Linked DNA regions of Capra hircus: region 1 is linked to region 2. A link is a contact called in public Hi-C data. All regions are on one chromosome and are shown on one strand. Each heading gives the region's core, a stretch centred on a gene start, on an enhancer-like site or on the middle of the called end of the contact. The rest is flanking DNA. Distances are from core to core; before and after follow the strand shown. Region 1 has its middle 55 kb from the start of TMC1. Region 2 overlaps LOC102170604 (a long non-coding RNA gene).

Region 1 (2,731 bases), core at 195-2,694, 280 kb after region 2:
AGAGAAGTGTATGCACAGATGGTTTGCCTTTTATTGGCCCATTTTGCCCAGAAGGCAACACTAACTGAAACAAAGGAGCCTTATACCAGAAGGGTACAGGGTCACAGCCTTCAGGGTGGCCCTGGCTCCTTGCTCTGGTCTCTCTCTCTCTCTTTTTTTCTCTCTCTGGTCTGTTCTATACTGCTCATCTTGTTACTTCATAATCTGGGACTTGGGAAGTTTTTCTTCTCTGGACAGAGCTGTCAAGCATTAGTTTCTGGTTGGTATCTCTGAGTCAGGTAAGAGAGCTGGAGTGATTAAAACTGGGCTCACACATATCCTCCCAACAGCCAGACAAGCATCTGGAAGTACAAGAAGAACCTGCTAGGGAAGACACCAGGAGAATGTTTTCTGTGGTAAAGTCAGTGAAAAGCAGGTTTCCTCTGTTTCTAAAGAGATGGCGCCACTGAGAAGGAGCCCTGTGGTATAATCTCCATTAAGATGTCAAAGTAAACTGTATGAAATTGCTTCTAGAAAGCAGCTCAGATGAAAAAGTCCAGCATCATAGAACAAGAACTGTGGTCATGGTGAGCTCTGACAACTATAATACAGTTGGCCAAGAGGGGAAAAATACGCTTGAACTCTGAGGAGGCCCGTGATATCTCGGATAATCTCATCCGAATGTGCCATGGTTTTTTCTTTCTCTCTTCCCTCTGCCTTGTCTCCTCCTGCTCCTCTTTTCCTTTCCCTTTTTTTTCCTTTTTGACCTCTTTCTCTAGACCTTCTTCCTTCTGTTCTTTCCCTTCCCTCCTCTATCTCTGCTGATCATTCCTTCCTCTTCTTCAAATGCTCAGTGCCGCTTTGCCTCAGCAGACATGTACCAAACTAGCGCTTCTGCCAATTACCATGCTGAGAGCAGGGGTATCAGGGTGAATCACTTCCATTTCCTGCCCAGCACCACGGGATAATTTGATGGGTTTGCTCAGCCCCTTCCTGCATCCCCAACTTCTGTTTCCTGGAACATGTTCCACTCACCAGCCTTGGCATTCTTAATACATAATATGGGCAACTGGGATTTTTCTCAATCTTACCAAAATTATCCTCAGAAAAACTTGTTTTTTATTGATGTATAGCATATATTATAAGGGTACATGTGCTTATTGTACAACTGTTTCTAGTCAAGTCCCTGGGGAACAGCCTCCAACTGTTCCTTTTCCAGTAACATCTCTGTCCATTTCTCTCCTCTTAGAAATTCTGGAGCTGCCATTATTCCTGCCTTCAGGTAGTTTGCCACCTCAGGAAGCAAAATTTAGATTGTTTTAAAATGTTTTGATCAATCTGATAATTGATAAGACTAGCTGACACAACTGATTTAGAAATGCTCAATTTAGCAGACTATTGTGCTTGGGCCCCAGGGAAGGGTGAAGCAGAGGAACAAGAAGCCAGTTCTCAGGGCACTCACTAGGATTGCATAACAAGGAGAAGCGTCAATTAACACAGGTTCTCGCCAGAACACCCATAATGCCTCCATTTCCAGCCAAAGCAGAAACAGTTCATTCCGTAAATAAAAAATAGCTTAGTTTCTGTTGCAGCCTGATTGAGATCAGCCAGCTTTTAGGCAAGGAGCATGACTCTTCCTTGCTAAAGCTTTTGGCAAACTCTTTTCAGCTTTATGCAAGAGATTAGGTTAACTCTTGCAAAACTGGTTCACCAGGAACAATGACTAAGTGGATTTTTTTAGTATCTGGCATATTATGTCTGAGTGGCTATAAATATATTTACAAGCTGGAGTTTCAAGGGAGGGGAGTATTAGCTTGCTGGAAAACAAGCCAACTGCATTATGGACCTACACCCAGCCAGCAGGCTGTTTTCATCTTCACTTCCTGTACTTTTTTTCAAGGACTTTATGTCATTTTTTTTCTTTAACACTAAGGATTTCTCTCTCCCCTGTTCTTATTGTGAATGTGCGTATCTGTTGTATGTGTGTATATCTGTCTACGAGGGGGTGGAGAATGCTGTGCAGGTGTGTTCATGTTATTAAATATATATTTGCTTATTAATCTCTCCAGTGATGAAAGGCAATCGACAAAACAGGTGATGTTCTTACCCCTCCCTTTTTGCAGGTGGTGAATCTGAAAGCCAAGAGAAGTTTTCTTTCAAACAAGCAGTGTTTTGGAGTCTGAACAACTTTGCATTTAGAGAGTGCCGCTTTCAGTTCCAGATCTTGGCTGTGGGGCAAGCAGAGTCTGCCCTATGGCAGACTTTGCCGCAGGGCGGTGTTTCCTGCTAATGTTCCCAGGAGTCACTGACAGGAGGGATGCTACCAACAAATTGATTGAAATAAGGATTTCCAATGAGGGAACTTTTCTTGAAGTATAAAATATACTAATGTGCTCTGGGCATAGTCAAGAATGAGTTAATATTACATGTCATTTTTCATATTTATCATTGAAACCACATCACCTGCAGTCTTTTAAGCCTAGCCTTCTGAGAAACACTTTGGCAGTGCCCCAGGGCATACAAAAGGAATGGAATGAGCAAGGCATCGCAGAATAGAAAATTAACCCATCATAGTTCCTGTTGGTGGCTAGCTTTCCACTTTTCACCACTGGAATTGATTTGAGGAGAGTAGCACGAACTGGGGACTCCTGTTCGAGGGTGCAGGGCTTCTGGAATTTTCCCTTTTCTTTATACTTCACTCTACCAATTCACTTTGAAAAATCAACATATTCCATCTGACTACAGAACCAAA
Region 2 (2,700 bases), core at 120-2,619:
CTTCTTCGGAATCAGAATAGTTATCCTGATGACTTCTTTGGTTTGCTCCCTATTCTTCGGGGATGCTCTGTGGATAGATTTTATTACTTTATGTCTCCCAAAGCTGCTCAGAGCTTCACCTGGTCACATGTTAATGTATTCTCCTTTGTCCTATTCTTGGCAAGAAAAAAGCTCTTTGTCTGATTGCTAGAGGTACCAAATATCTCCCTTGTCCTGTTGTACTTTTGGGGATAATGTGATAGAGCAACTTGTTTCTTTTCTCTCCATACTCTCTGTTAAGAATTGTATTTGCTTTCCTGTTATTTGCCCCATGGCCGGGTGTTTGTTTTGACATCCAATAAAAAGCCTTTTGCCCAGAGCAGTGGTTCTCAACCTTGGCTGCTCATTAAAATGGTCTGAAAGCTTTTAGAAATCTCATGGCCTGGCTGCACACCAGACCAATTACATAAGGATCTCTGGGCATGGAACCCAGGCATCAGTATTTTCTCCAGGTTCCTAGGTTGACTTCAATATGCAGCCAAGGCTGAAAGCATTGATTCTTAAACTTTTAAACCTTAGAACCCTATCATTCTTCAAAATTATTGGGCCCCCTGAAGTGTTCTTGTTTATGTGGATTATATCTGTAGAAATTTGTTGTGTTAGAAACCAGAATATAAACATTTTATGTGTTAAGTTACTTAAAAATAACAGCAGCAATAAGCCCATTATGTGCACTAAGTCACTTCATTCATATCTGACTCTTTGAGAGACGCTATGGACTGTAGCCTGCCAAGCTCCTCTGTCCATGGGATTCTCCAGGTAAGAATACTGGAGTTGGTTGCCATTTCCTGATCCAGTGGATCTTCCTGACCCAGGGATCAAACCCGTGTCTCCTGCATTGGCAGGTGGGTTCTTTACCACTAGCACCACCTGGGAAGCCCAAGCCTATTATATGTTAACATAAATAACACTTTTATAAAAAATAGCTGTACTTTTAAAAGTAAAAAATTTAGAAGAGAAGCACTGTCTTACACACTTGCAGGTCTTTTTAATGCCTAGCTTAATAGAATACAGTAAGATTCTCAAATCTGCTTCTGTATTCATTCTGATGAGATTTAATCATGTGGCCCCTGGAAGCCTCTCTATAGAAAGAGTAAAAAAGAAAATCTGTATAAAAATAGTTTTAATTTTGTGGACCCCTTTGGGGTCGCCAGGCTGCACTTTGAGAACTGCTGATCTAAAAGGCTATAGAGTATATTGACACCCGCTCCTCTCGCTGTAGGTTAAACAAGCCCTCTCTATTTCAGGCTTCGCTTTCAATTACCATCTGTTCTCTTTGCCCCTATTACTATAAGCCTCTAGAGGGCGCCCAAGGGCCTTTACTCCTACAGGATCCGGTGTAGTAGCGTACTGCTACCACGTCAGGTTTAAGAAAGTGTGTGCAGCTTAAGATTAGGCCAGGGAGATCTTAGTGGGCTATAATAAGAAAAGGAGTTAAAATTTTGACTTCTGCCATCACAGTCTCGCTCTCATGTTTCATTCACGGTGATTATGACAGAACTTGGATGTAAGTTGAGCCAGAGCAGTACACATGGTTTGCTTTGCAGGCAGTGAGTGTCCCTCTGCCATGAGAGTTCATGCATTTGCTGGGCATGCTGCACTATCTGCCATCCCTATACTTGCAGAGTTTTTAAAGCCTTGTGTTTAGAGTGTGGTCCCAGGATCAGCAGCCTGACATACAAGCTCCCTGGAAATGCAGAATCTCAGGCTCCATCCCAGACTTGCTGAATCAGACTCTGCAATTTAACCTCCACTTTGACATTAGAGGGCTTCCCTGGGGGCTCAGATGGTTAAAAAAACAAACAAAAAAATCTGCTTGCAATGCAGAAAACCCGGGTTTGATCCCTGGGTCAGGAAGATCTCCTGGAGAAGGGAATGGCAACCCACTCCAGTATTCTTACCTGGAGAATTCCTTAGACAGAGGAGCCTGATAGGCTACAGTCCATGGGATTGCAAAGAGTCGGACCCAACCGAGAGACTAACACCGATGTTAGAAGCAAATGAATATGTTTCCAACATAAATAAGTCTATAAAAGGAAGTTTCTGTTAGCAGAAGGATAGTAGTTTGTTCATATTTAAGGTCCTTGCACATTACAAACTCTCAATATATGTTGACTTGGTGTAATTTATAAAACTAGATAAAGAAAGAAGAAGCAGTGATGGAACAGGAGACAGTAAGCTGAAGAGTCAAGATGGGGATCTTGGAGGAGTTATAAAGCAGTAGGAAAACTCTAAAAAGAGTTTTGGAAATAAACTTGCTCTACTTCTCTATTTTGTCTTGAACTCACCAGGGTCTCCATTCAATATTACTGCATATGGCTGGCCCCACAGGTCCCACCGGGTAAGGTCAAATTTCCAGTATGTCAAGATGTGGACTGATGAATAGCCACCATGCGGCAGGGTCAGGACTGGTCCTTCTGCTCTCAGATATCTCTCTGGTATCCAGAATTGCCCTTCCTTATCCTGTTTTAGTTAACTACTGGTGCGTAACAAATTAGCTAAAAGTTTAAAACGATAATGAACATGTATTATGCCACATACTTTCTATGGATTAGGAATCCAAGAGCAGCTTAGCTGACTGATTTTAGTTCCAAGCCTCTTCAAAATGCCTCCATGGGCTTTCATCATCTTGACTGGTTAGAGTATCTGCTTTCGAGATTT

Evidence for each region. A called contact is a pair of places that touch in the nucleus more often than the background predicts.
Region 1: a contact with region 2 is called in a Hi-C map of blood, with 2.5 times the contacts expected there. The contact joins two enhancer-like sites. A contact is called at or near these places in 4 of 5 Hi-C or Micro-C datasets (blood and liver).

What each region holds. Positions count from the first base shown.
Region 1 is chr8:48,599,602-48,602,332 of ARS1.2, forward strand. No RefSeq gene overlaps it. Among named protein-coding and RNA genes, the nearest start is that of TMC1, 55 kb to the right of the region's middle. Within about 2 kb of position 1,445, at least 3 of the 5 cell types and tissues checked have an H3K27ac peak or open chromatin away from gene starts, as enhancers often do.
Region 2 is chr8:48,322,027-48,324,726 of ARS1.2, forward strand. The region is part of intron 2 of LOC102170604 (a long non-coding RNA gene); the gene reads right to left. Among named protein-coding and RNA genes, the nearest start is that of ZFAND5, 81 kb to the right of the region's middle. Within about 2 kb of position 1,370, at least 1 of the 5 cell types and tissues checked has an H3K27ac peak or open chromatin away from gene starts, as enhancers often do.